Linked DNA regions of Mus musculus: regions 1, 2, 3, 4, 6 and 7 are each linked to region 5. A link is a contact called in public HiCAR-type, HiChIP or PLAC-seq and Micro-C data. All regions are on one chromosome and are shown on one strand. Each heading gives the region's core, a stretch centred on a gene start, on an enhancer-like site or on the middle of the called end of the contact. The rest is flanking DNA. Distances are from core to core; before and after follow the strand shown.

The links. Hi-C and Micro-C count contacts between places; a contact is called where the count stands out from the background. HiCAR-type assays count read pairs that join an accessible place to other places. HiChIP or PLAC-seq counts read pairs in DNA pulled down with a chosen protein or histone mark.
Region 1: a contact with region 5 is called in an H3K27ac HiChIP or PLAC-seq map of embryonic stem cells, with 2.1 times the contacts expected there. The contact joins the enhancer-like site here to the promoter of Zbtb7b in region 5. A contact is called at or near these places in 3 of 39 promoter capture datasets (cranial neural crest, embryonic stem cells and pre-B cells) and 3 of 115 datasets of contacts at active chromatin or transcription factors (embryonic basal ganglia, embryonic stem cells and forebrain).
Region 2: a Micro-C map of embryonic stem cells shows a contact between it and region 5, with 4 times the contacts expected there. The contact joins the promoter of She here to the promoter of Zbtb7b in region 5. A contact is called at or near these places in 4 of 39 promoter capture datasets (cranial neural crest, frontonasal cranial neural crest, hippocampal neurons and 1 more), 1 of 484 Hi-C or Micro-C datasets (embryonic stem cells) and 5 of 115 datasets of contacts at active chromatin or transcription factors (astrocytes, craniofacial prominence, embryonic basal ganglia and 2 more).
Region 3: a contact with region 5 is called in a HiCAR-type map of astrocytes, with 2.8 times the contacts expected there. The contact joins the enhancer-like site here to the promoter of Zbtb7b in region 5. A contact is called at or near these places in 11 of 39 promoter capture datasets (the 3T3-L1 cell line, 3T3-L1-derived adipocytes, cranial neural crest and 7 more), 4 of 484 Hi-C or Micro-C datasets (CD4 T cells, adipose-derived mesenchymal stem cells, cerebral cortex and 1 more), 10 of 115 datasets of contacts at active chromatin or transcription factors (astrocytes, craniofacial prominence, embryonic basal ganglia and 6 more) and 2 of 9 other capture datasets (liver and pancreatic islet).
Region 4: a Micro-C map of embryonic stem cells shows a contact between it and region 5, with 4 times the contacts expected there. The contact joins the promoter of Rusc1 here to the promoter of Zbtb7b in region 5. A contact is called at or near these places in 5 of 39 promoter capture datasets (embryonic stem cells, erythroid cells, liver and 2 more), 3 of 484 Hi-C or Micro-C datasets (the G1E-ER4 cell line and embryonic stem cells), 2 of 115 datasets of contacts at active chromatin or transcription factors (effector CD8 T cells and memory CD8 T cells) and 1 of 9 other capture datasets (pancreatic islet).
Region 6: a contact with region 5 is called in an H3K4me3 HiChIP or PLAC-seq map of embryonic forebrain, with 5 times the contacts expected there. The contact joins the promoter of Adar here to the promoter of Zbtb7b in region 5. A contact is called at or near these places in 12 of 39 promoter capture datasets (the 3T3-L1 cell line, 3T3-L1-derived adipocytes, the C10 cell line and 7 more), 1 of 484 Hi-C or Micro-C datasets (B cells), 6 of 115 datasets of contacts at active chromatin or transcription factors (the SCID.adh cell line, embryonic basal ganglia, embryonic forebrain and 3 more) and 3 of 9 other capture datasets (adipose tissue, liver and pancreatic islet).
Region 7: an H3K4me3 HiChIP or PLAC-seq map of embryonic midbrain shows a contact between it and region 5, with 4 times the contacts expected there. The contact joins the enhancer-like site here to the promoter of Zbtb7b in region 5. A contact is called at or near these places in 4 of 39 promoter capture datasets (the C10 cell line, cranial neural crest, maxillary cranial neural crest and 1 more), 1 of 484 Hi-C or Micro-C datasets (embryonic stem cells), 8 of 115 datasets of contacts at active chromatin or transcription factors (craniofacial prominence, embryonic basal ganglia, embryonic forebrain and 5 more) and 4 of 9 other capture datasets (embryonic stem cells, liver, macrophages and 1 more).

What each region holds. Positions count from the first base shown.
Region 1 is chr3:89,800,275-89,804,079 of GRCm38.p6, forward strand. No RefSeq gene overlaps it. Among named protein-coding and RNA genes, the nearest start is that of Ube2q1, 29 kb to the left of the region's middle. Within about 2 kb of position 1,422, at least 68 of the 459 cell types and tissues checked have an H3K27ac peak or open chromatin away from gene starts, as enhancers often do. A contact at or near this core is called in embryonic stem cells, where this site is marked.
Region 2 is chr3:89,829,151-89,833,269 of GRCm38.p6, forward strand. She (src homology 2 domain-containing transforming protein E) reads left to right here and starts at 2,220. Exons shown (of 6, transcript NM_172530.3): 1 at 2,220-2,953. The coding sequence starts at 2,354.
Region 3 is chr3:89,867,483-89,871,638 of GRCm38.p6, forward strand. Il6ra (interleukin 6 receptor, alpha) reads right to left here. Exons shown (of 10, transcript NM_001310676.1): 10 at 1,842-3,904. The coding sequence ends at 3,679. Among named protein-coding and RNA genes, the nearest start is that of Gm46811, 2.5 kb to the right of the region's middle. Within about 2 kb of position 1,454, at least 59 of the 459 cell types and tissues checked have an H3K27ac peak or open chromatin away from gene starts, as enhancers often do. A contact at or near this core is called in astrocytes, cerebral cortex, cortical neurons and 4 more, where this site is marked.
Region 4 is chr3:89,091,993-89,095,850 of GRCm38.p6, forward strand. Rusc1 (RUN and SH3 domain containing 1) reads right to left here and starts at 1,371. Exons shown (of 11, transcript NM_028188.2): 1 at 1,275-1,371; 2 at 1-569. The coding sequence starts at 481. It overlaps Fdps (farnesyl diphosphate synthetase), which reads right to left. Exons shown (of 10, transcript NM_134469.4): 4 at 3,607-3,687; 5 at 3,362-3,484; 6 at 3,022-3,110; 7 at 2,868-2,940; 8 at 2,460-2,537; 9 at 2,239-2,373; 10 at 1,596-1,851. The coding sequence ends at 1,651.
Region 5 is chr3:89,391,036-89,394,992 of GRCm38.p6, forward strand. It overlaps Zbtb7b (zinc finger and BTB domain containing 7B), which reads right to left and starts at 2,343. Exons shown (of 3, transcript NM_009565.5): 1 at 2,000-2,343. It overlaps Gm15417 (predicted gene 15417), which reads left to right and starts at 829. Exons shown (of 2, transcript NR_040403.1): 1 at 829-1,471.
Region 6 is chr3:89,728,701-89,732,474 of GRCm38.p6, forward strand. It overlaps Adar (adenosine deaminase, RNA-specific), which reads left to right and starts at 2,018. Exons shown (of 15, transcript NM_001146296.1): 1 at 2,018-2,138. The coding sequence starts at 2,111.
Region 7 is chr3:89,758,040-89,761,891 of GRCm38.p6, forward strand. It overlaps Chrnb2 (cholinergic receptor, nicotinic, beta polypeptide 2 (neuronal)), which reads right to left. Exons shown (of 6, transcript NM_009602.4): 5 at 2,633-3,602. Among named protein-coding and RNA genes, the nearest start is that of Chrnb2, 4.7 kb to the right of the region's middle. Within about 2 kb of position 1,767, at least 11 of the 459 cell types and tissues checked have an H3K27ac peak or open chromatin away from gene starts, as enhancers often do.

The sequences.
Region 1 (3,805 bases), core at 172-2,671, 410 kb after region 5:
CCAGTCTCATCCAGACAAGGGAATACACAATGGTCTAGCTAATAGGTGGGTTTAACATGTAAGAGTTAGGGACTCCCACTGAGACAGGAATCTTCACTACAGCCAGGTATAGCAGGCTACACTGCATGTTAGAAGCAAGTTGGTGAATTCTTCTGACAAATGGAGATTCTCCACAGATACTTAAAACAACAGCCAAGTTAAACTGATACAAGAATTTACCAAGGCCTAGGAAATAGGGGGTTTGTAGTGTTACATTATTCATGAGAAGGTCTGCTAGAGCAGAATCCCCTGGTGCAAGCTTTCACAAGGCTCAAAGGAGTAGCACAAATTGTGACTAGGGTGTGAAATCCTTACCTGTCATTAGCTGACCCTAGACAGGGCTGTTTTATCTTTACTGTAAACATTACCTGGTTCCTGGAAGTCCTTTTGAAGTCATTCCTTTGTTTTGTGTCAGGTAACTTCAATGTGCTTTGCCTGCTGTGACATCCTACCCCTTTGTTTTCTGTATTATATAAGACTGGTGTTCACTTTGTGACAATACATTCAGATTCTACACAACCTCTTGTGTTGATTTTTGTCTGTCATTTGTTGACTCCTTGTCCACATGTAACCAGAGACCGGTTCTACGCAGACAGGGACCAAAAAGGGTCTGCGGCACTTGTGTGAGTGTTGTGGGGGTGGGGTGGGGTGTGTGTGTGTGTGGGGGGTGTAAAACCCAGGGACTTCCCAGAACATTCCAAAGCAAAACTCAATCCCTGAGAGGCACCCTCAGCCTTTCCCCTTTTTTTGTGATAAGGTCTTACTAAGTGGTCCAGGCTGGCCTTGAACTCCTTCTGCAGCTAAAGCTGTCCTTGAACTTGTGCTTCTCTTGCCATAGCCTCTTACGTAGCTAGCATTATAGTCCTGTACCCAAGCACAGCTTATAACATAATTTTTTAATTTTTTCAAACAAAACCATTTTCAATAGCATCATTACTTCTCTCTTTGAATTTATATCTTATTTGTTAATCTACTTTTCAATCCACTCATTAATTTTCAAGCTTCCCTTGTTAAAACTGGGCCTCTCCCCTCATTATGTCTGCTTTCATTATGTGTCAAAAACTTCTCATAAGCTAGAGCCTTTTGTTGTTCTGTTTTAAGTATTTTAACGTTTTTGTTTCATTTCCTTTTTAGCCCATGGGTTGTTGATCTAGGAATATTAGATTCCCAAATGGGTGGGATTCTGTACACCTCTCCTGATGACTTATTCCTAATTTAAAAGCATTAGGAACTCACATCTGACCAAGAGAAATCACGGGGAGATCCGGGGCAGTTTCTGGACCCACATGACTGAATTTAACTCCTCCCACACACAACGCTGAAGTTTGTTGTACAGACTGCAGAGGGCAATTTCCACAGGAAAAGGGCTCTTGAGCTCCACCCTCACAGTGACTTTTAGCCTGGGGACTTTCCCATCCATAGTACAGGCTGGCAGAGCCTATAATGACTACAGAGACCCTTGCAGGACAACAAAAGCAGGTCCAGTAACAGGAATTTGTGGGAGAGTGCTCCAGAGAGAAGGAGCCATAGAGAGGTCCCAAACATCTTGAAATGACCTCTGCTTGGGCCAAATTCTAAGAAATTCAAGTACAGGGCATATTCTAGGAGACCTTTATGAGAACAGATCCAGAGAGAGACAAAGGGCCTGAGCCAGTCAGTATGCAGCACTAAGGACACTGTGTGGCTGGCTATAGGAAGCAAAGCACCCTGAACTACTCCATCTGAGACTCCAGAGAGCCCAAGCTACGAGCTCAGACTGACCATAGGCATCCTGACAGCAAGTGCTCCACCCAAATGGATGGGAGTGGGCATGGGAAGTGTGAGACAGGGTCTCACTATGTAGCTCTGGCTGGTCTGGAACTCAACTATGGTGGACCAGACTGGCCTCAAACCTCAGAGAAAGCCCCAGCCCCTGACCCCGCCCCTGCAGCCCTGAGATCCAAGGCGTGTGCCACTATTCCTGACTTTGCTTTCCAGTACTGGGGGCTAAACCCAGGGCATAGAATTCTTCTCTTACTTATTATGTTGAAAGCGGGCTTCCATGAGATGCCCAAACTGGTCTTGAACTCATTCTGTAATCCAGGTATTCTTTTAAAGAAAACCTTGTTTGTTTGGCGTGTGTGTGTGTGTGTGTGTGTGTGTGTGTGTGTGTGTGTGTGTGTATGTGTCCGTCCGTCCGTCCATGCATGGCCCACCACTTACTTGCATGTGGGAGGCAGAGAACAACTTCTAGGAGTCAGTCAAGGGGAGATCCAGGGCAGTTTCTGGACCCACGTGACAGAATTTGACTCAGGAGTAGCTGTGCCTCAGGAACTAGAAGTAAATATTTTTTAACCATAAATAGCCTATTTGTAACTTTGTGTTTCTTTAATACACACCACCCTCAAAACTCAAAGAACTTTTATTACTTGGAAATAAAAATGAGGCTAGGCATGTGTCTGAAATTCCAGCAGTGGGGAGACTGAGTTCAAGGTCAGTTTGGACTACATAGTGAGACCCTGTCCTGAAGAGAGGTCACACTCAGAGGTAGCTAAGTCTGAGAGAGCTCTATAGCCTATCTCAGGTAAGAAAACAGCACAAGGACAGACGCCCCTGGCCACAGGACATTGGCACTAGGACCCGATGGAGCCGACCCCCTTGGCTGCTAAGCCAGAGGGTTAAAGGTGGCGTGGCGCGTTCCGAGATGCCACTTTGCCAAGTGTTTCACCTACACCATCCACATACCAACCAGAGTGGACAGAGGGGGAGCAGCTTTCCAAACCAGACAAGGAAGTAGTCACTGCGGCGCCCCCTGTTTCGGACTCTGCAGACACGGAGAGGGCTGTGTAGTTCTTTAGAAGGGGGAGAACCCCCTCCCCCTCAGCAGCGGGGAGAAAGAGAGCAAGAGGCATCGCTCACAGTGAGCCTGAGGCCTCGGACCCCAGCCAGTCAACCCGAGCCACTTGACCCACACATCCCCACTCCTCCTCTCTTCATTCACATTACCCTTTACTAGGAACCCCCATCCCCAACCCCAGCCTACCATGGTCCCTCCTCTGCTCTGAGACACCATCCGTGCCACCTGCTGTCCTTTTGAGCTACACTCAATTGTTATCATGGAAAGGAAAGCTCCCCCCCACACACACATTCTCTCTCTCTCTCTCTCTCTCTCTCTCTCTCTCTCTCTCTCTCTCTCACACACACACACACACACACCTCGCAGGTCACAGGTTCTGGTGCCACTCTGATGACTTGCTGTGAGCTGTGATGGATGGCTTGGCCCAAGCCTTGGCTTACCTGCACACCCACCCACCATGCTTCCTCCACACCCACCATTCTTACTGCACACCCATCATGCTTTCTGCTTCCTTCCCCCAGCAGCACGTTGTGCTGTAAAACAGCCAACCATGATGAAGACGCATTCTTCCCTGGAAAGTCCTGCTCTGGAACACTGTTATTGATGCCACCATGTATAAAAGCGCATCGCACCACCCCTAAGTCAGCATGCTGGTGAGGAGAACAAAAACGCATTATGTATAACCCAGGCTTCCTGTTTATATTACGTTTAAATTCAAATTTTTTAATTTGCTTTACTCTTAAATATTTAATGTTTATTACACTTGAATATATGAGATGCAGAGCAACAAGCAATCTGCAAGGACAGCTGCATTCTCCACTTAAGAAGAGCTTGCATTTTCTCGACTCTGCAGCCATCACAGCCGCCCTGTGATGGGCGTGTTTACTATGACCTTTGTCGCACTCACCATAAAAGTAAGGATTCCAGGTT
Region 2 (4,119 bases), core at 970-3,469, 440 kb after region 5:
TGTGTGGTCCCAATGATATGAAACTTTTAGAACGGTCAAACATGTAAAAACCAAACAGATGGTGAGGCCAGACTCTGTTGTCAACTTGATTGGGTCTGGAACCAACTAAAAGGCAAGCAGTTCAGCACTCCCACGAGGAACTCTCTTGATGGTGCTAAATGTGGGTGCACCTACTGGAAGCTGCTGGCCTTTTGCCTGCATGCCTTCACTCTGTTCACAAGTCCATCCAGCCTTTGCTAGTGTTAAAACCAGCTTCTCCCAGCTTCCAGCACAGATTCAAACCATAAGCCCTCTAGGAATCCACCAGGCCTCCTGGGCCAGGCTGGGGTGATGAGATATTCAGCCTGGTAGGCTGAGCAGCTACCAGGTTCCTGGCCTCTCTGATGTGAGACAGCCACTAGAGAAACACAGGTATAATACACCGCCCATGGAGAGGGCATGAGAAGGGGCTGCTGATAAATACAAGTTTCTTTCTGGAAAGGTGATTTTTTTTTTTTAGGGTATGTGTATGAGTATTCAAGTGTGGTGGTAGACATGTTTGCAAGTGTATGCAGGCCAGAAGTCAGCCTTGAATGTCCTTCCTCATCAATGTGCACTTTGTTTTTCTGCTTCACCAGCACTGGGATTGAAAGAAAGGGTATGACTCCCACCGCTCTTCTTTGCGGGTGCAGAGGTTCATAGTCAGGCTCTCATGCTTACCTGCCAAGTATGTTATCAACTGAGCTATCTCCTCACCTCTTGGGTGGATGCCTTAAAATCAGACTACTAGTGAGACTTCAATGTATTAAAAATTCCATATTAAACAGCTGAATTTCATGGCATCTAAATTATACCTCAATTTAAGCTAAGATGCATTTCCAGCATCTGAACGGTCAAGGTGAGCTTACATTTCTTCCACCAAGTACCATCCACAAGCTGATGGTGGCTGGTGCTATCCGACCCCCGCAGCTTGTAGCTTGGGTTTTCAAACCTGCTGCATGAGACTCTGGACCACATTTAGGGCTGTTGTTGTATAATGGTATTGTTTTATCTTTTACTTTGAGGTTAGAAGACAATTTTATTAGAGTTTGAGAGAAAAATGGCAGAGCAGGAAAACTGTAAACTCTTGGTAGCTAAAAGAAGGATGGATAGGAGGAATGGAGATCAGTAATTGAAGTCTACCAAAAGCTGCATGGGGCTGAAGATGTAATTCGGTTGGTAGAGTGCTTGTCTAACATGCTCCAAGCCCGGGCTGTCATCCACAGCACCACATGAAATTCACAGTGGTGACACCCTTTGCCATCACGCAATAGTCTGAGGTCGTCTTCTAATACACCGAGGCAAGTTAGGATTCCATAGGCTGCTATTGGAGGAGTAGAAGGGAGGAGAGAAGTGGGTAGGAGAGGAGACAGAGAGGGGAAGGAGAAGGTGGGGGTGGACAGCAGCACCATAAGAGAACCAGGTCAAGCCGGCTTAGGGCTTTTGGCCTTTATCCAGAGAGAGAAAAGATACATTTTCTGTCTCAAAAGTCCGCAGGTCTACCAGTGAAGACCTGTAAACAACTGCCGGGTTTTGTGTCTGAAAGGAGAAGATTTCATTTCATGTTCATATGTAATCGTTTTTCATATTTAATCTTTTTAACAACAATAACAAAAACCTTTGAAATTGCTTTGAAGAAAGAGCGACAAGGAGAGAATCAAGTAGTGTGAGAATCAAGTAGCTGAGGCGTCTTCGCAGGAGGGCGCGGGTCGGGGACCTCCAAGCTCTTCTCCCAACAGTGCCTGGGGTTGGTGGGACCCCTCTCTGGTCCTGCAGCCAGAGCGATACCTGCGCGGCCCTCAGAGCCGCCCGGTCGAACTTCGAGCCTTCGCCCGCCGCGTCCAGCTTGGGGTTCCACGCGCCCCCGACGAACGTGCGGAACCGGAGAGCGAGGGAAGCCGCGCGGGCGCTCCCGATCCTTGTTCTCGAGCGCGACTCCTGGCCACGATCCCCGCACACGTCCCGTCTGCAGAGATGGGGGCAGTGTTGGACTCGGTGCGCACGCGGGGGCCCCGGCGCCGGCGAGGGAGGGGCGCGTCCGTCCTCCGTCCTGTGCGTCCACCGCGGGGCGGGCGCCGGGGCACTGCGGCCGCCATCGTCCCAGTTAGGGTGGGCAGGGCTGCCGGGGGCTTCCGTGGGCTCGGCCTCGCCCACCTCGGGAGGAAAGGCAGGGGAAGCCCCGGCGCCCGGCAGCCCCAAGCGGTGGAGCGCAGAGAACACGGCGGTCCGATCACTGCGCCCGTCTAGCTTCGGGCCGAGCGGGTGCCACCCTGCCAGGCGCGCGCGTCTAGCGGCCCGGAGCCTCGCGGCGGCCTCCAGCGTCCAGCCCCGGGGAATGCGGCGGCCCCCGGCCCCTGGCGCCCCACGGTGTCTCAGCTGGGCCTCCTCACTCTTCTGCTCCGCGGCCTCGACGCTCCCGGGCCCCCTGATGGCGGCGAAATGGTTCAAGGAGTTCCCGCTTACTCTGAAGACCGCGTCGGAGCGCGCCCGGCCCGGGGGCGCCGGCGGCAAGCCGCGCAAGAACTCGGAGACTGGCGGCGCGGCGCCCACCCCGGGCAAGGGCCGGAAGAACTCAGCGGCCGAGCTGGGGGCCAGCAAGGCGAGCAGCGGACCCCCAAAGGACAGTCGGCTGTCCCGGGACAGCCTGCAGGGTCTGATCCAGGCCGCTGCTGGCAAAGGCCGTAAGAACTCCCGGGTCACCGCCACCGCCACCGAGGAGGAGCCCCACCGTGGCGCGGTGACCAAGAGCGCGGGCTGCAGCACCTACATCAGTAGGCTCATCAAGGTGGACACGCAGGAGAAGAATGGGAAGAGCGCCTACCCGGGCGGTGGCAGCACCAGCAGCTCCAGCAGCTCCTCTTCCTCTGCGTCCTCTTCCCCGTCCTCCCTGGGCCCTGAGCTGGACAAGGCCAAGATAATGAGACAGCAAGACACGGTAAGAACACAGCATCTCTATCCTCCTCTCAGTTGTGGAATTGGAAGGGCTTGGGGGGGGGGGGCGGGGAAGGACGCATGGGAACCTGATGAACCCCAATATTCATTAGGCATAAGTGAAGTTGAAGATGTTTTCTAAGGCCTTCCTCTGTATTCATTCTGACTCCCAAGTGACTCTTCAAAACTCACTGGAGACCTTGACAGCAAGGTTTGTTGTGGTTGGTTTTTGTTAGTTGTTTCAAAGAGCAGTCGAAGGGAAGGGAAAGGAACTGGCCTTCCAATGGGTGTGGTGTACTGTGGTTCTTGTTTTCATGTTTGACATCGAGGGGTCTATCAAGCTAGACTTCTGTAAGGCTTACGCCGCCTGAGTATGCAAAACATCGGTAGCCCGTGAACTGTGAAGCGCAGGTTGCCCATCTTCCAGCCACTCAGTTTCAGCTGCTGTGCAAGCGGCAAAGGCTTCCATTCATTCTGTGGCTGTACTGTACATTCATTCTGTTTATTGTACTGTAGCCATATAAGTACTCGCCATGGACACTAAGGGATGTGGTGGGGGGGGGGGCACAGTCCATAGCAAGGAAATGTCTTTAAGGAAATTACAGATCAGGAGAGAAGAAGGTGTTTCCTGCACATTCGTCACCAGAGGGCTTCTGGGTCCTGTCCAGTGTGGGAAAGGTGAACCTATTCTCTCCATCCTTTTTGTTTGTTTTGTTTTGTTTTGTTTTTCAAGACAGGGTTTCTCTGTGTAGCCCTGGCTGTCCTGGAACTCACTCTGTAGAACAGGCTAGCCTCGAACTCAGAAATCCACCTGCCTCCACCTCCCAAGTGCTGGGATTAAAGGCGTGAGCCACCACTGCCCGGCTTGTAGAGCAGAGCTGGGTTTCTCTCCTGTGAGAAATGGGAGAGAGAAGAGCTCGCTCCCAGATCTTAGGCTTCAGCCTGAGCAAACCCTTCCCGGGGAAGGGATTTAAGCAAGCTGCCTCCTTAGACAGTCAGGAACTTGTGGCCCCTGTGAGGTGGCATATACTGGGCACCTCTGTTCATTTCTTCGTCCAGGCAATTACAGAGATGCTTAGTGTGTCTATCCTGTGGTGGGCACTGAGCAGAGCCATGGGGAGATGGATGTGGAAGCGGCTCACATGTAACTGGGTGGTATACCTCACTGTG
Region 3 (4,156 bases), core at 204-2,703, 480 kb after region 5:
AGCAGAAGAACATCTCACGTGCAACTTTAGAAATTATTTATTCCAAACAGTTACAAATTTCACTTTAAAGCAAACAAGAGGGCAAAAAGGCATTAAAAAAGCACTGACTTAGGTCTTAGGTATCAGCTCACAGGGGACAGAGCGTAAAAACCTTAAAAATATTGTCTCAAAGATAAAAACATGTAGCATTGAGGTATCCTGTTTTTAACGGATATGATCTCTTGCCAAAGTCTCTCTGTCCATTCCAGCTTGCTACACACTGTACCAGTCCTTTCCCTGGAAACAAGATCTCCATCTGAGCATATGTTCACAAACCTGACAGTGTTCCTTAAGGCGCATTAAGGTTGCCATAGAAACTTCCTGGAACTGGCACCCAACTACACTAGCAGCAGAGGCTGGAGAGACCTTTGGCAGACCCTCCCCAGCGCCAGCCCCAGGACCCTCCCCAGCTGGCCTGCCCCCTCCCACTTTGGCAGACCCTCCCCAGCTGGCCTGCCCCCTCCCACTTTGGCAGACCCTCCCCAGCGCCTGTCCCTCCCACTTTGGCAGACCCTCCCCAGCTGGCCTGCCCCCTCCCATTTTGGCAGACCCTCCCCAGCTGGCCTGCCCCCTCCCACTTTGGCAGACCCTCCCCAGCGCCTGCCCCTCCCACTTTGGCAGACCCTCCCCAGCTGGCCTGCCCCCTCCCACTTTGGCAGACCCTCCCCAGCTGGCCTGCCCCCTCCCACTTTGGCAGACCCTCCCCAGCTGGCCTGCCCCCTCCCACTTTGGCAGACCCTCCCCAGCTGGCCTGCCCCCTCCCACTTTGGCAGACCCTCCCCAGCTGGCCTGCCCCCTCCCACTTTGGCAGACCCTCCCCAGCGCCTGCCCCTCCCACCTCACCTCACTGTAGGCTCTTGGGATGATGCTGCCTCTACAAAGGAAAAGGTTTCTCACCACCTCTACCTGAAGCTGAGTATGGGAGTCTTTCCCAACTAGGTCAGCCATAAAGAACTACTAGGAAACTCTAGCTCGGAGCCCAGGCAACCAGGCAAACCAGGCATTCCTTAAACCGGCACACCATAACTAAGCCTGGCCCACCCTGTTGGGCTCTGCTCCACGCTGGCTCCAAGCCAATGCCGGCAGTAAAGCCCACACCGGGGTTCCCTTTCTCCCAAGACACCAAGGACACAGGAAAGATTCAGTGTGAGCTTTCAGCCAGGTGGGAAGGCAAGGCTCATGGAGAGAAAGGACTGTCGGCCAAATGTCGTGGGTGTGGCCAAGGCTTCTCCCTTGAAATAGTTTAAAGCTATTTCACTAATGCCAGAAGGACCAAACATCTAAGAACCTTAGAACTAGAACCAGTATGTGTTCCCTCTTTCTACCATGCAACAAAGATCATGTTTAAATCATCTCTGTCTAGACCAGGCATTTGGCTGCCTGGTCGCTGAATGCTGGTGTTAAGTGGTACTGTTGACAAGGCAGCCTGTGGGCTGCAGAAACTCCAGTAAGAATGACCCGAGGATGGAACACCTATTCAGCTTGCACAGAATTGAGACCAGAAGCAGCTGAGGGCATACACCTGTGTGAAGTGAACGAAACCGGACGAAACAGACTTTGTTGACTTAGCTTATAAAAAGTCAAAAGGAAAAAGCATCCTTTTGATACGGGTTGGGGGGAGGCTATCCCCTTACAACAATAGTGAAAACAACTTGGAGATCAAAGCCATTTAACTCACAGAGATAATGAGCTATCTGGATTTCAGTCTTCCGTCTGCCTGCTCTGCCTGGCTTGGGTAACAGCAGAGCCCTGTGAGGGACTGAAGAACTGTGAGTGAGCACAGTCGCCGATCCCCTGAAGATCACGATCTGTAACATTTTTAATAAATTTCCCTTTCACAGCAGTTTTGCTACCCTTGAGTCCCAAAAACTTAGCAAAGGAGGAAAGAAGGAAAAAAAAAAAAAACAAAACATGAATACTTGGCCTGATTTTCTGTCAACCTACAGAGCCTTTTCTAAGACAGCAACAGGACCTAAAATGTACAAAACCCACAAAAAAATAAAATAAAATAAAATAACTAATGCTTAGGTCAGTGGCCCCTAGAGCGGACAAGCAGAGGGCATGGGGTGACAGCTTCCGAGCTCTGCCCGTCTCGTCTCGTGGTGGTGGCAGAAAAGGCAAGTTACTGGCATAGTTCAGTAAGACGGCAGGTGTGGGGTGCTGTGGTTGCAGAAGTCACTTTAATCTAAGCACCACACTGTGGCTCTGTGGTCTCCTCGGTGACCACTAACATCACTGGATTCCTCAAAGCCCCAGGGGAAAGCATCTGAGGCCACTCAGTCAAACGTAAAGCAAGGAAGGCCAAGGTGGCAGTGAGGTGTAGCAGGAAGCAGACACCCTTCCTGCCTGCGCCTGGGAGTGTTCACAGGCTCATTCCCTGAAGCAGAGCATGGACAGGCTATTTTTATACTTTTTAAGACAAAAAAATCAAAATAAAAAATGAAACCAAAGGCTTTTCTGTTATAGGAAACAGCGGGTTGGTTTGGGTTTTTTTTGTTGTTGTTGTTTTGTTTTTTTGTTTTTTTTGGTTTTTGGTTTTGTTTTTTTTTGGGGGGGTGATTTGTTTTTTAGTTTAGTTTTGGTTTTTTTTTTTTGTTGCTTGTTTGTTTTTTTTTTCCCTCGATTTTCACTTGACTTGGTGTTTGGGCTACCGTTACTGCACTTGGTCCTCCAGGGTGGGCAGTGAGGGTTCATACAGTAGTGTGCAGTGAGCGGCCTCTTCCAGACTCTTGAGAGAAACAGGCAACAGTTCTCTAAAAACCAAAATGAAAGTGCATTCTTGCTAGTTAACGTTTTTTCTTTTTGCATGAATGTCGACTTTCCTAGTAGCTCCAGTCCAGTTGAAATCAGAATGGGCAAGGCTGGGGTAAAGTAGTTCTCTCCGCCCTGGAAGAGGCACCCCCTACCATCATCCCTCTCCTGGGAGAGTAGGGGGACAGGAAACGTGTTTTCCAGGCTGTACCTCCCGCAAGTACCATGAGGACGGTGGACACCCATCCGCTCTCTACTTCCACTCCGCTTTTCGCCTGAAGTCCTGAGATCGAAGAGGAAAATGAAGCCTCCGCAGCCAGCAGTGCCTGGGGTCATCATTCACATTTAAAAACTGCTTGTGAGAAATTGTCACTCGCGTAAACCATCAGGCCCTGAGATATTAGTCACCACCACCGGGCCCAGCTGCTTTCCAGATGTTGAGAAGGAAATCGGAACCAAGCTTCCACCCGGCCTCAGTGGCCTCGGAAAGAGAATGGCAAAGTGCTTGGACTTTAGGAGTTCGAGAGCTAAAAGGTGGCTTGGGGCAGTGAGGCAGAGCGAGGCAGCTGGGGCAGCCTTTGGAGCCCCTTTCTGAGGCCTCCTGAGGGTGCAGCTTGTGAGCCACTATCAGATGTGGAGCTGACGGGCATCTCTATTCAGTCATCACAAGCTGTCTTCACAATGGCCTGTGTTCCTCACAGCCCCTTCCTTCCTTCAGAGCCTATGCAGCACCAGCTGCACCTACTCAGAACCTGTGCAGAGCTCTTGTGGGTTAGTGAAGCTGCAGCCCCGCCCGCCCCACCCCACCCCAGGTGGATGGGACCCGCATGAGAAACTTGTGTGCTGATCTCGTGGTGCCCTGCCAGCTGCCAGGTACCATCCAGATGATTATCTGGGGAATAAGTAGTCTCTGTTGCTGTTGTCATAAGGGCTCTGTGCGTCCCTGACACCCAGGCAGCTGTGGTTTACGGTATTGTCAGACCCAGAGCTGTGTGGGGTGAGGAGAGGAACCAGAAGGAAGGTCGGCTTCAGTGGGCCCAAGGAATACGGTGGGGGTGGAGGAGAGGTCGTCTTGCTTTCCTTCTCAGCCTCTGACTTCCATTTCTGCTTGAGTCTTTATACAAACACAGAGAAACAAACAAACAGGCCTTAGACTCCTCCCAGGCCAAAGGCATGGTGAGAAACCCTATCTGCAGCAGCAGCAGCAGCCGCCTGCCTCAGTTGGTTAGGTGTGTCTAGGTTTGGCTTACAGAAATGCCGACTATCTGGCTCCCACATCATCCCCAGAGGTCCCACAACACCCTGAAGAGCTGGTGAGTTTCAAAACTACCTCAAGACCATATCTAACTTACAAAGGGAGAGAAAT
Region 4 (3,858 bases), core at 121-2,620, 300 kb before region 5:
GAGAGCAACAGAAACTGTCTGGAGAGCAGGTGCTAGGGCCCGCTGGAGCCAGAGGAGAGCCCAGCTCCAAGGTGCTAGGCTGAGGGTTTGCATCCTCATTACCAGGCAGGTCTCGCGAGTAGACTGACACTGGAGACTCATCAGGGCTAAGGTCTGAGCAGGAGCTGAGAGAGGAAGAGCATCCTGGATCTGAAGGGGAAACAGCCTCTTCCTCCTGGGAAGGGTCCTGCTGATTTTCTATGCTGGACCCGTGCTCCTGGCAGCATCTACAGGGCACAGCTGGACTGTTGGAGTTGGCATCCACAAGGGTCCCGCTGCAGGGCCCCCTGCTTTCCTTGCCCCCGGTGTCTCCCGGGGGCGGGGGTGTGCTCAGAGGCCCCTCTCGTAGTTCAGGACGGCGGGACAAGTGCAGGCCTAGGGAGACATGCTGGAGATGGATGTGATTGAGGTTGCAGAGTAAAGCCCGCTGAGGGGACAGCATGGTGCCGAGGGAGGACGACGTATGGCTTTCAGAGAACCAAGAGGATCCAGCGTCTCACATCCACCTACCTGACAGTGTAGATGCAGACCTAGAAAACAGGGGTGGTTGAAACCTAGATCACGGGTAAGGGCACTGGAGGTGACTGAGGACTAGAACAGGCCTGGGAAGGATCTGGCTGCTTTGGGAGATATTTAAATGAGATTCAAATCACCACGGACAGGCCATTAGTTCCCACTGCAGTATTTGCAGGTGGAGCTGAACATAACCTCCAGGGAACGGAGAAAGGAGGGTCATCAGAGAATGCAGTTGTACTCTGATCTTTGTGGGGCTGCGAAGCTTGAAAAAAGAGTGGGGCCCAGAATATGGGGGTGCGATGCTTGAAAAAGAATAGGGCCCAGAATACACCGATTCTTCCTAATCAAGCTCTGTCCTCCAGCCTAACCCTGGGAGGAAGGGGACCCCGCCCGGATGCTCTAGTGAGGTGGATGGTGGGGAACAAGACGAAGGGTTTGGTTTGTTAACGCAGGAGAGGGGTCTGGGCTGGAGCAAGGGGAAGCATTCTGCTGTCAGCTCTGCATCTGTCCCAGTCCCTGTTCAGCTCTAGCCTTCCTCCTGTGTCCTCACCCACCGCAACGCCAAGATTTGTCCATTCACTCTGTGTCGTCTCCCATCACCCAGCCATCGCCCGTTTCTTTATTCTTTTAACTGCTCCTCTCCTGTGCTATCAATCCATCCATCCATCCATGCATCTATCCATCCATCCATCCGCACCCTCAGACCGAGCCCTCCTCACCGCAGTCCTCCTGGAATCGCTCCGGCCTTGGGCTCGTCTGCGTCCCCGCCCAGCAGGGAACAGAGCGGAGGGGAGGGGCACCGGCAAAACCCACTGTGGCTGCGCAGCCGCACCCCTTCACGCATGGGCGTGGCATAGCTCAGGACCGCCCCTCAACCCCCACGCAACACTTGACGTTGTGCCTATGTCACCCATCTACAAAGCAGACGCTTTGGGTCTCAAGGAATGCTTTTGCCAACCTGGATTCCAAGCTGCCCTCTCCCACCCCTGCATTCTGGATAAAGCTGAACTCCTGACTGCCACAAGAATAAAACCACAGGATGTTGAACAATAATTTATTGAGACCCCCTCCCTCCCAGCCTCTCCAATTCCGGGGTCACTTTCTCCGTTTGTAGATCTTGTTTGCAAGTTCCATGAAGATGGATGGGGGCAGGGGCGCAGAGCACTGCTCTATGAGACTCTTGAGGCGGTTGTAACTGTCTTCCTCATACTTGAAGAAAGCAGACTGCAGATCCAGCGCCTCATACAGTGCTTTCACCCGAGCCACTTTTTCTGGGTCCTTCTGCCCATAATTCTCCTGGAAGCACGAAAACAGCTTTACTTGGCTGGGTCCAAAGGCCCTCACAACTCATTCATTCACTCCAGACACTGGCAAAACTCTCCTCTCTGGGGATCCAAGATACCAAGCATTGCCTCCCGAGCCCAAAGTTCAGGTATTGGCTCTGGATTCTACTTCCTCTAGGGTTTCCCAGCCTTGACACGGCTGAGTTATTGGGCAGCATGCGTTGTCTGGCACTATCCAAAACCTTCCCGGTTCTGCCTGCTAGCCACCTTCAGCACAAACATCAAACTGCACTTAGTTGCCCAATGTCTCCTGGACAGCAAAATCACCCTGCTTTCCTAACCACCCCTCCTCCATCCCCTTAGCAAAGGGACATGCCACTCCCAGGCCCCACTCGAGCACCTCTAAGATCTGGCGCTGTTGAGGAGAGGCTCGTAGCAGACACTGAACCACCAGCCAGCTGCATTTGTTGTCCTGGATGTCAGTGCCGACCTTTCCCGTCACACTGGGGTCTCCAAAGAGATCAAGGTAGTCGTCCTAGGCAGCAGGCATAAAGGAGAGATGAGGAGGTCCCCAGGCCGGGAAAGAGAAAATATGCACTCTGGGCTGCAGGACCTGCCTACCTGGACCTGGAAGAACTCGCCCATCTCCATCAGGATCTTCAGGGCATTGGCGTGTTCCTTCTCCCCATCAATGCCTGCCTGTAGGAGACAGGGTAGGCAGCATGACCACACATCTTCCCCTGGGAGCTGCAGCCATTACGGTTCCACTTTCAACTTCAACTTCTTACAAAATGAAACGAAGACCTGACCCATAAACCACCTCCACACCTAGTCTCCTGCCTCAGCCTCAATTTCGCTCTGCCGCCCCCCCTCCGCCCCCCGCCAGATGTACCATCCACAGGCCTCAACTCTGCCCACTTTCCAGTATCAGAGGGACAGAGGGCTTGCCCGAGGTCACACCGTCACACAGTAAATGCCCTCCTGTCCCAGCGTCCCCGAAAGAAAACAGTGGAAGTGCCACCAACTCACCATGTACATGGCGGCCGCAATAGGCAGGTAGAAAGAGTAGAAAGCCGTCTTGTACTTGACAATCGATTTGTACCTGAGTCAGGGGAGAAGATGCATTCATGGGGACACAGCCCATCTTTAGTCTCTGTCTACACATGATTGCTAGTGGCCTCACCTCTTTTCAGTGTATCTACCAAGATCCACATGGCCCTGGGGTGCTGTCATGAGGTCTAGAGTCTGCCCGATCTCTGTCTGATAGGAACTCTAGGGAAGAAAATAACACACGGGCTCTGAGCCAGGCTTTCTCCGGGACCAGGAAATGCTTGCATCCCAAGCAGCTGACAACTAGGCAGGCAGGCAGGAGGGAAGAGAGCAGCTCCGTGCATGCTCACAATCACATGACAGCCTTCTTCACTTGCCATTGCACACTTCCCAGTCTAGCACAGCAGAGCACGTGCCACAGAGGCTAGAGCTACAGGAGACAGGTGTGGGTCCCCAGCCCCACTGCAATGCACCTGCAGAAAGAGCTCCAGCAGGTTCAGGTAGTAGGGCTGCTCCCTGCAGTAGAACTTCAGCAAACGATAGATGGAGGCTTCCAGAAGCAGAGCGTCGTTGATGGCATCCAAGCCTATGCCTGGCTGTTAGGAACAGTGTGAAACAAGTTACTGCTGGCCAGATTCAAACCATCACAGCAGACACCCCAACCACCTCTCCTATGGCCTGTCTACCACACCCATTGCTACTTTCCTGCGTGCCTTACCTTCTGATACCAGCAGATCTGTCCCCGGCGAGTGAGGGAAGAGTCCATGATGTCATCTGACACAAGGAAGAAAGCCTGGAGCTAGGAGAGGAACAGGGTAAGACTGAAGGGCTCTAGGAGGAGCTCTCTCTCAGAGACAGCTGCTGCTCTGAACACTGCTGTACACTGGGTAGAAGGGTTGGCTGTGGAGACCTCCTCTCGATACCACGTAGGCATCCTTTTTTTTTCAGGCTAATGAACTAAAACACACCT
Region 5 (3,957 bases), core at 1,093-3,592:
TCTCCTTGACACCTGAGCCTAGTGGGCACTGCTTGCTTTCTTCCCAAGAGCCCCTTTCCGATGGTATTAACCCCTTCCTGACCCCAGGCTGGGGATGGTGGTACCCAAGGGAGGGGGGGACAGTGTCTGGGGGTGTCAGCAGGCAACAGCGTGCCTACAGCAACCATGTAACAGGCACGCTGGGGGAGCTGGGGTCCCGGGGGCCAGGGACAGGAGACACTGGCAGAGATTTCTCCTTGTTTCATCAGCTGCTCCGGGGGGAGCCCCCTGTCCTTGTTAACCACGAAGGAGGAACACTAGCTACCATCCAAACCAAGTCAGAAATATGCCCTTCTCCTGCCCAACACAATACTTCTTATGCCCAGTATCTCCTCCCAATCTAATGTCCACTCCATGCCAGCTCCATAAGCAGTGCCAGGAGGGTACAGGGGTGACCAAACCAGTTGGTGTGTGTGGGGTAGCAAAACGCAACCGAATAATCCTCCAGGCCTTAGCGCCCCCCCCCTCACCAAAACACACACTGCCTCGAGGGAACAGAGAGTTCCTATCTTGGTTTATTTAACTCCTCACTTCCCAATCTGACTCCCCCCAACCCTTGATAAACGGTCCCCTCCTCTGGGAATAAGTTGGGGGAAGGAGAAATAGCTGCGCTGACTCATTCCCGTTCTCAGCTGCAGCTAGGGGTCTCTAAGGCATTCGGGAGGGGGTCAATTCAAGAACGCCCTCCACCTGGCCCGGAAGCCAGGACAGCTTGCCGGTCTCCCCTTCTCCCCAGCACCCACTTCCGGTGTCCCAAACTAGGTCAGCAGTGCTCGTTTCCTGTGGGTCAGCTAGCACCGGCGCCTCTGCCCCTCCCCTGCTCCGGACCCAGGCTCCCCGCCTTACCCCCCGCCCCCCCAGGGCGCCCCGAGGTCTCACCACGTCTCAGCCGCCCTTTGATACATGGGGGTTGTGCGGGGCGGGGGGCAGGGGACCCGCCCTCTCTCCAAACACTAGCAGGGCCGGGGCGCCTGGGCAGGCACGTGTCCGGGCACAACCCGCTGCCCACGCTGCCCCCCCACTCCCGCCCCCCCCGCTCTGGCCAGGACACGTCGCTCTCTTACTTGGGTGGGGTGGGAGGAGGGGAGAGAAAGCTGGAAATGGAAAGCAGCGCCCCCCACCCCTCTGAATGGCCAACCTCGGCCAGCGGTGCGCACTAGGTTTCTACCACACAGCGACCCCCACTCTGCTCAGGGCAGGTGCGCCGGCGCCGGCGGCAAGACCGCTGGTAGGTCGAGTTCTTATCACCCACCCTCGCACTGGAGTTGTGAGAGCAAAAGCTGACTTTGAAAAGGTGGCGGTGGGCCTGAGGCTTGAGAGACCGGAATGTGATTGCGGAGCGGGAGGGGCAGAGGGGTCGTCCTGCTGAGCCGCACTACCGCTGGAGAGACGACGCGGCTCTGGAAGCGCAAGAAACCGAATAGTCCAGCCGGTAACTTTCCCCCAAGCCGCGGTTCCTCCCGCTGCCCCCCACCCCCCGTGCCACTGGCCTGGGTCCAGCCCACCGTGCCAGGGGGGCGCGGAGCTGGGTGGGTGGGTGGGGACACGCGTTGTCCTAGTTATAGTCCGTCAGGGTTTCCATTCCCTCCATTCGGTCGGGTCTGGGGTCTCCCCCTAAAGTCACAAAAGCGACTGGGGGTAGGGGTAAGTTCAGTGCAGCTCACCCCCTCTCCATCCCGTAGCTCACAGTCTGTATGATATTAGAAGTGCAAAGAAAGTTTCTGGAGACCCTCCGCTCAGAGTTGGGGGGAGGCCAATAGTCCATAGTTCTCTACCTTTCCTCCAAGTTAAAACCAATTCCAAAGACCCAGGAAAGCTACAGGGAATGCGACTGGTTGAAATCTGGTGTGTGTGTGTGTACGTGTGTGTACAGGGGTCTCACAGGACGCACGAAGGACACTGCAGTAGGCTCGAGTTTAGTGTATCCCGAGCCAAGGGACAAAAAGTGGGGTTCACTTACCTTTCAGCCGTTGGGTCCGTTCGCTGGAGCTGCAGAGGCACAGGGTGTAGGAAGAAGCGCGTCCCCCGCCAGGCTGGGGGGCTTGGGGCTCTGCTCCGGTCCTGGTCAGAAGGCCGCGGTCAGTGGCTCGCTGCTCGTTGCTGGGGGGCTCCTCCTCCGCCACCCTTTGCCTCCTCCTGTTGCCCGCCCCCCCCTTGGCCGCGGAGAGCCGTACATTCACCTGGCTTCCACTCGCCCCCCCCCCCAAGGCCCGCCTCACCTGTCCTGCTGTCTCACCTGTCCTCTCTCTTGCTTTCCCCCCATCCCTCCCCTCCCTCCCCCCGCCCCTGCCACCCCCAAACTCCCCCCCCACCCTTAGCAACACCCTCTGTCACTTCCTGGTTTTTCATCCGCCCCCCCCAGGCACCCCCTCCCTCCGCCCAATAAGGACATAAACTTCCACCTCTTCCAACAGCTAGTTCCAGCAGGGAGCATATGGGTCCCTCCCTCCTTTTCGTCCCTTTTCTCCGAGATTTTGCTTCGCTCCCTGAGCCTTTCCCACCCTTTTCCTTTCCCTTCTTTCCTTCAAACTCCCTTCACCTGCCGCGATCCCTCTCCCTCTCTGCTTTCTACCACTATCTCCTCCGGTCCACCTTAACTGGAGCTCCGCCTCCGACCCCCGTCCAGCCCTCTGCTGCTGCCCAGCTCCACCCCTTGCACGCCACCGCCCTGCCCATCCATTGGCCTGAACACCCGCCTATCCCATGTGGGACGCGCCTAGGGTTCATCCAGGGAGGGGGTGGAGCCTGGGCTGGCCAGAAACCAGAAGGGGAGGGAGGCCGAAGACAGTGTCCGCAGTGGCCAGGGAATGGAGCAGCCCCCTCAGGGACTTCCTCTCTTTCAAGAGGGGCTTCTGTAGGGTCACCACCTGGGGAGGGAATGGTATGAGAGGTTACGGATACGCTGCTGGGGATGAAGACCTAAAATTTAGAAAGAGTGGGGTCCTGCCGAGGGGCTTTAACCAGGTCAGAGCCCCAGGAAGAGAGAGAACCTCTAGACATTGAGCTTCAGCCTCTTGGCCCATCCCCCTCCGAGGGAGCGGGGGAGTCGAGTCTGTGGGCACTCTGTGTCCCTCCCCACGCGTGACGGCGCCCCGCGGGGAGGGAACAGTGCCCGGGGCAAGGAGCCTTTGCGCTCTAGCCAGTGCCCGTTGCTGCCTTGGCATTTTCAAAGGGGAGGGACTGAGTCTGGGAAGGGGAAGGGGGAGGTGCGCTCCCTCTGGGGCCCCGACGCTTTGCCTTCAACCAGCCGGTACTTTTAGTGGAGAAACTGAGACCCTACAGTGGAGGGATCTTGGCGCAGATTCACTCAGACCCCGAGGTGACGATAGAGACCTGGGTGGTTTAGGATGTTTGCTTAAGTGGGTTTGGGAAAAACCGGTATTCGTATTTAAGTGCCCGACCCAAAGAATGGTAGTCTCTGAGGGACGCTTACAACTGGGCTGGCGATGCTATAGACCCCAAAAGGGCCCCTCCTACTCGTTTCAAACGGAGTCAAATCCCGCTCTCTAGGACCAGGTTCGGCTTCGCAGCAGCAGGCCAGGCGGAACCGGGTCGGACTTGTTCTCTTTCCCAGCTCCCTCCGCAGGGGGCCTCCTTCCCTTTCCAGCAGGTGGCTCCGCAGGACACCAGCTCAACCTGTTGGACCACAATGGGCGGTGCCAGGGGGGCCCTGGCCCTCACCCGGGCTGACCCGGGATCCCCAAGCAGGGGGAGGGGTGGAGTCGGCCCTTCCCTCCCTCTTTCTCCCCCCCCCCCCCCCCCCATGACTCAGCCTCGAGGCCGCTGCTCTGCCCCTCAGCCAGGGGCGGAAAGTGTGAGGCGCCCCGGAGGGCTCAAGCCAAACTAAACAGCCCCTCACCCCAGACATTATCTCACTGGAGAATTAGGGGGGCAATAGGGACCAGTGGCTAGCATGAG
Region 6 (3,774 bases), core at 768-3,267, 340 kb after region 5:
GGAGTTTTAGGTGACCCTGAACTGTATGAGACCCTGTCTCAAAAACAAAACAAAACCAAAAGCTGGTTGTGGCTATCAACATCTGTAGAACATCTCTCAGGGTCGGTATAGCTAGGTGATACATCATTCTTTTGTCTCCTGAAAGCCTCCCAGATTATTTGAGCAAGTTAGACTGCTGGGGAAGGCCCTGTGAGTTTAGAAAATGAATGTTTCGGGGCTGGAGAGATGGCTCAGTGGTTAAGAGCACTGACTGCTCTTTCAGAGATCTTGAGTTCAATTCCCACCAACTACATGGTGGCTCACAACATCTGTAATGGAATCTGGTGCCCTCTTCTGGGGTGTCTGAAGATAGCTACAGTGTATTCCTATACATAAAATAAATAAATCTTCCTGGCCTGCAAGCGCCAAGGGGGAGGTTGTGATACCTTATTTTAGACACAACTGAGTTAGTTATTTGGGTGGTGACTAAGGAGTAGCCCTCTGAATTGGAACCTGGCAGGAGGCTCCCAAGCTCCTAGGGAAGTAAGCTGCTTGTGACAGGACTGTCACCTGTTTGTTCCCAAGGCCCTCCAGTTGAGGGGAAAACCTGGAAAAGGTAAACAGCCCCAGGTTGCAGTGGAGGTGCCACCTAGTGAGGCTGGGAGAGTTAGGACAGTTATCAAGGGAGCGAGACAAAGTTTAGGAATGAGACTGTCTGCGGGTCCTCAGTGGATCATTAGCCCCCAGAACATTCCTTCCATTTAGAATGCCTTGGACTTGAACCTGTCTTGTGCAATACATGATTGACCTTGGTTTTGCTTGGTTTGGGACAGGAGGTCTTCTTTCAGTATTGTTACATTGTTTCCCATCTGCTGCATTTGGCTGTGGTTTTTACTTCAATTGCTGTGTAATATCCTAAGGTGGGAACATCTGCTTATTTTAGTTTGATTGCTTTCAGTGTTGTGTAGCTTATCCTGCTAAATGCATATAATGGTTAAACCATGGGGTGTGTTTCTAAGTAATGACTTCCTGCAGTGACTGGGGTTGCTCCTTCTTGGTCCTCCTATGTGCTAGTTAATGGTGCCACACTGGTGAGTGGACAAGAACACCTACTCACTGTGACCTTTCCTGAGTTTCCCTGATGGCACAAGATTGAGCTCTTTTCCTGTGTTGATTGCCATTTTTTATCCCCCCCCCCCCAAGTTTCTGTTCCGCAAATTGTTTTACTTAGAGTGCACTATTATCCACTCACCTATGACTGTCTGGGACTCACTGTGCAGGGGATATAGGCGAGAACAGCCCTGCCCACTGGAGTGCCCCCGGGAGCACTGAAGGCAGGCAGCTATACCAAACAGGGAGGACATGATTGGGAGTGACTTTTGAGCCATCCATCTTGCCCAGACTGCTACATGCTGGGGCTTCTACTTACACTGTGTGTGCTGCTGGGTGCTGACGTTGTAGCATACACTAGATGCCCAGACTGCCATATGCTGGCCTACTTGCACCATGTGCTGGGTGCTGACACTGGTACAAACGCATCAGGTACCCAGGGATATGGAAGTGGAATTCCTCTGAAGTCTCAAAAACAAAACAAGGAAAGGGGGAGGAACATTCTAGGCTAAAGAACAGAATACGTGAAGGTAAAGAATTTTATCTACAAAAAGATAGGAAGTTTGGAGCAGCCAACAGGGGGAATGAAGGACAGGCTAGTGGGGACAGGGCATTGGCCAATGGTCACTCTAGGAGTGGACAGACTTGTAAATCTCGCAAGCAGTAGGGATTAAACACGGAAAAGGAACTTCCTCACAGGGCGGAGAGGGCGCTGTTGAGTGAAGCTTTCCAAAATACCGTGAACAAAAATAAGCTTGTCAGTGAAGTAAATAGCTCCCAAGCTCTCAGAGAACGTATATAGTGCCCTGCTAGTGGAGGTGGAGTGGTGAGGAAGGCGGTGGGCGTGGACTACGGCGGCCCAGCCCTTATGGTGGGCAGGATGCTGCTGCTCGGCTACCGGGAGCAAACCCCTCCCTCCTCTTGGCCCAACAGTTGGGCGGGGAAGCCTTTTCAAGGAAACGAAAGTGAACTCTGGGGAGCCAGCCATCTTACGGCCACAGGTGCGGGCCTTGCCGGCACTATGTCTCAAGGGTTCAGGGGACCCACAGGTAAGCCCGCGGGGTCTGCACCCTCATATCTGGCTCGCGTAGTGTGAATTACGAGGGTCACGTTCTCCTTCTCAAGCCGAACTGCCAGCCCTTCTGGGGATTTCTGTTCAGTTAGTTCTTGTAGCTTTGAGCAGTCTCAGGAAGGAGGCTGGTCAGAAGATAGACCAGCGTCTAAGCCAGACAAGGACCCAGGCCGGGGCAGACACCCCTTCTCTTTCTGCTAAGACCCCTGATGCCTTGCTGAGCCGCTATAGCCCAACATGAGCAACTTTTCTCATGATCCTCTTTGCTTTTTCAACTTCCTGAGAAATTTAAATTATCTCAACTAACCAGCAGGGGGAAGTCTTTTGCTTTATGGCCAAGAAGGGTGTCTTTCTGTAGCGCACTGGGTAAGCTTCGTGGAATTCTACTTAGCACTAAAATGAACTTGTGATGTCGTACATGAGCCCCAGCTGCAACGTTCTGAACAGAAAAACCCAGATTCCGAGGATTCATGCTGTGCACAGCACTGGATCTGTCATTCTGGAAAGCAGCGGGGATGGAAACTGACCCTGTGGTGGGATTAGGACTGTTCCTTGCCTTGGTTTGACCATGCTGGTTTGTTTGCTTTTGAGGCAGTTTCTACTTGTCTTGTGTTGCCTTGATTGCCCTTGAGCAAGCCACCAGTCTTTTCTCCCTAGAGCTGGAATTGCAGGCATGTCCCACCCAGGTTTATCCTTCAAAATTTTAAAAAGCTATATGGGATGTACCAATAGCCTCACACTTGATAAGCAAATGCTCTACTACTGTGTGTGTGTGTGTGTGTGTGTGTGTGTGTTGTAATTTGGGGGGTATGATGGTACTCATGAGGCAGAGGCAGGTATTTCTGAGTCCCAGGCCAGCCAAAGCTGTGTAGATGGCCTCAAAAACACAAACCAAAAAAACCCTACTCCAACAACCAACTTTTAATGTTGCAGATGTACAGGCACACTTGTACTTCTTTCTACGACAAAGGACAGCCTCGGAACTGGGCCCTCAGGCTTCCAGGAATTTTTCTTCTTGGTCCCCTATACCCTCAAGTGTCTCACAATTACTGATTTTTATACCACACTGTGTTTTGTTTTGTTTTTCTTGGGTTCTGGAGATTCAGATTCAGGTCCTTAAGATTGTGTGGCAAACGCTTTACTCACTGAGTCATCTCCCCAGCTCTTAATGGTGTGTGTGTGTGTGTGTGTGTGTGTGTGTGTGTGTCTACCTTCCCTCAAAATATTGCAGGCATCTGACTTGAAGGAAAGCACTTTTTACATATACTACAGTATGCACCTATGGATCATAGATGGTAAAGACAAAGGACTTATCTGTTGGTCCTAGAGATGGAAGGCAGGATTAGAATGGTGTTTGAAGAGCCATGTTTGATATTATATGTTAGGATGGTAAGATTGCCAGTCACGACAGAAGGCTGTGGCCCAGCTCCTGTAGCCTTCAGGCGAGTCAGGAAGGCTGTGAGCCACGTCAGAGATAGCACTACATGTTCTGTTTCCTTCTCTGGTCCTACCTCCCCGAAATAACTGAGTAAATTCCTTAGTTTCATTTCTTCTGTGCCTATTCTAGTGTTTGTGCATATATGAACTCACTCTCTCTCTCTCTCTCTCTCTCT
Region 7 (3,852 bases), core at 517-3,016, 370 kb after region 5:
GATAGGGAGCCAGCAACTGTGCAATTCATGTAGCTGGCAGCCAAACAGTCACTCACTGAAGTCACAGTTGGGCCTGCCACAGACCTGGCATCCTGCAAGGCTCGGAGACACAACCAAGTGAAGAACCCTATGGTTTTGAGTATCTTCAAGGAGACAGAGACAATAAACCTCTCAGAGATCATACAGTGAGAGGGGATGGAAGACTAGGATGGAGAAACAGAAGGAAGATGGGATGGGCCTGGAAAAGCCTCTTCTAGGAGATGACGCTTACAGCAAGCTCTGCTGGGTAGGAAGGAAGCCCTGTTCCAGATCCACACTGAAGTCATGGTCAGGCAAACCCAGCAGAACAGCATCCCAGCCCTGCCCCTTTAAACTGTCCCAAGAAAGGCAAAGAAAGCCAAGGAAGTGAAGCAATGAGGCTTGGCAACACAATGCACCTTGGGCTCCTAGGTCTAATGATGCTCCTAGGAAGGATGCTACTGAGACAGTCGGGAAAGCTTGAATGTGCACTGTACAGTGCTAAAAGTATTGATGCTGTTCTGTTTCCAGAATTGGGTCTTTGAAGCCGGGCACTTCATTGCTACTTTGGTTGTTGATAGCAGTTGGAACTTGGGGCCTTTCACATGCTCACCCTGTATCACCAGGAGAGCATCTCTGGTCTTAAGAAGAGACACATCCAAGTGTTTGGGAGTCAAGGTTACATGATTACTTTTAAAGAACAGGGCCAAATAATAACAGTAACAGGGTTTTGGTTTTGTTTTGGGGGCGGGGGGGGGGGTGAGGAAAGAGTAATATCATCAGCTTGATGAGATTAGCATCATCATGGGAACAAACGTCTATGGGGAATCTTTCTAGATTGGATTAATTGAGGCAGGCAGCACTCATTGCATGGGCTAGGGTCCCAGGCAGAAGGAGAAATGGAAAAGTTTGTTGATCTCAGAATTCCCCTCTCCCTGCTTCCAGACTGAAACAGGACCTGCAGGCTCCTGCTACCACCTTCCCCGCCTTGGGCTGTAATCTCAAACTGCAAGGCCAAACAAAGCCTGCAGTCCCTACATCTGCTTTCCTCAAGAGAATTTTGTCACAACAATGAGAAGAATAACTAAAACAAAGACTGTTCTCGTGGAGGGACCCAGATGCAAAGGCTCGAGGGCAGGAAAGAGCTTGGCTTGCTAGAGACAACTGAGTGACAAGCTGGTGACCCAAGCAAGGGAGCAAGTCACCAGCCTGGGGGTGTGGGTTATTTAACTGCGCATAGGAAGCTGAACAGGGAGGCAGTTGGGAGATTCTCCCTTGGTCCACACAAGAGTTGACAGGAGCTCAAGGACCAGGGTGTTAGCATGAAAGTGACAGAAAAAGGACAAAGCAGGGAATCACCTTGGAGGTGGTGCTCCCAGGACAGGACTTCTGAAAACATCAGTGGTGAGCACTAAGGGAGAGAGAGCAAAGGCATCACCAGGTTTCAGTGTGAACTGCTTAGCCCAGGGAATGCCATTTCCAGCAAGACAGGGAAACTAGGGGCAAGTTAGGGCCAGGTTGGGGGTGTAGAGCACGCACTTGGGTTTGGGCGTGTTGAGGTCTAGATGCCTCTGAGGCATCCAAGTAGGTCACTGCACCTTCAGCGCCTGACTTGAAATGCAGGCTACATGATGGACTGCAGCGGAGGTGGAGGCCAGAGATGCAGCGGCTGCTGAGCCCTGCACCCAGTTAGCCTTGGCTCCTTCATCTCCAGTCTCAGCCTCTCTCCCTCTCCCATGCTTGTCTGCAGTCGGGGGGAGGAGGGAGGGAGAAGATGTCTGAACTCAGCTCCCAACATAAACCACAGTGCCTGCCCTTTATCCTTCCCCAGCTGGAATGGCAGAGTCCCAGAGGAAACCTTGCTGGTCACTATGGCAACAACTGAGCCTTGGCTTAGAACCAGTCAGGTACCTGAACACTGATCTCAGGGAAGGCCAGATGGTACCCAAAATGGGGGGCAGGATGTTAACCCATCGCACCTTCCCTCAACTCCTGGCTTAGTCTCAAGGAATCTCCTTCTGGGGAGACGGCAGGAAAGGCCAGAAGCTGGGGGTGCAGAAGAGGGTGAGACCATCTGGAGAGCCCTGGCCTCTATCCACCCCATTTCTATAAATATTTCATTAGACTCTTTTCAAGGCCCAGGACAGTAGAAACGGGCTATTGATTTTATTTGCTTTCTCTGCTGGGACCAGCCCCATGGAACCTCTAAACTTTCCTTTCCCCGTCCATCATCATCCCAGTTGCCCGCTCTGTGGTCCGCAAGGACTCATCTCCATTTGCACTAAGAGCAGCAGCGCATTAACAACTTGGAAGTGTCCATGTGACACCCTCGGGCCCAAAAGAACTTCTCCCTGCCCTAAAGTTCCTAGTCACCTCTCTCACACTAATGATGCCTTAGCTGACACATCTCACCCTGAATACTAGTCCTCTGGGAGCTACAAGGTCATCTGGTACAGACACCAACACCGGCAAGCCAATCTGGAAGCCTACCCTGCTGAGTCCTCAATCACGTTGCCCCTCCCTTGTACCCTTGCTTTGTGACCCTAAGTGACACCTACTCCCCGCACACAGGGGTTTCTGCTCCCGACATGCCTATCTCACCCTTGGTACTCACACTCTGGTCATCATCTTCACTTCGCATATGGTCCGCAATGAAGCGTACACCGTCCACAGCTTCCCGGAGGCCACAGCTGCATGGGCCCATCGAGCGCCCCAGACCGGCTGCAGCGGGCTCAGCCTGGAAAGCCCCAGCCAAGCCCTGCATTGATGCAGGATTGACAAAGCAGGTACATGGGTCAGCTGCAGGACCTTCGCGGAAGAATAGTGTGCCTGCCCCCTCACGTTCCCGCTGGCGCCTTCGCAAGCGCAGGCGTTGACGTGCACAGCGGTGGCGTGGCTGCTGCAGGAAGAGGAGGGTGGGCAGCTTCTCCAGGAAGACCACCTTGACCCAGGGCGCCATGGTGTGCGTGGTAGGCGAACGGTGGTGCACATTGAGCACACACACGCTAGTGACGATGGAGAAGGTGACTAGCACCATGGTGAACATGAGGTACTTTCCCACCAGCGGTACGTCGAGGGAGGTGGGAGGCACAATCTTGGAGATGAGCAGCAGGAACACCGTGAGCGCCAGCAGCACAGAAATACAAAGTGTCATCTTTTCACCACAGTCTGAGGGCAGGTAGAAGACCAGGATGGCCAGCGAGGTGATGAGTACGCAGGGGATGATGAGGTTGATGGTGTAGAAGAGCGGTTTGCGACGAATGATGAAGTCGTAGGTGATGTCCACGTAGGTGGAGTCGTCTGGGTTCTCGTTGCGTCGGCCTGGCAGTGCGATGATGTCCCACTCCCCACTAGGTGTGAAGTCGTCCAGGCTGGCCACATCGCTTTTGAGCACCAGGTCAATCTCAGTGCGGTCGTAGGTCCAGGAGCGGAACTTCATGGTGCAGTTCTGCTGGTCAAATGGGAAGTGCTTCACCTCAATCTTGCATGCGCTCTTGTAGATGGCAGGCGGTAGCCAAAAGATGCTGCCATCATAGGAGACCACAGCATTGGAATAGAAGGAGACTTCGTACATGCCGTCAGCACTGTCAAGGAATGGGGCAGTCAGGCCTGGCTTGAGAGTCTGCATCCCACTCATCAACCCAGCAAGAAGGACCTGGCTGGAAGTGATCATCTAATACATGGAGATTGCCCAGAAATGGAGATAGGGGTGGGAATATTCACAGGTTGGTGGTAAGAATGGGTCTCCTCCTGTTCAGGAGGCTTGTGAATCCATTCAGTGGTTGAAGAGAATGATTGGGGGCAGGGGGGACACATCTGCTACTTGTTCCACAT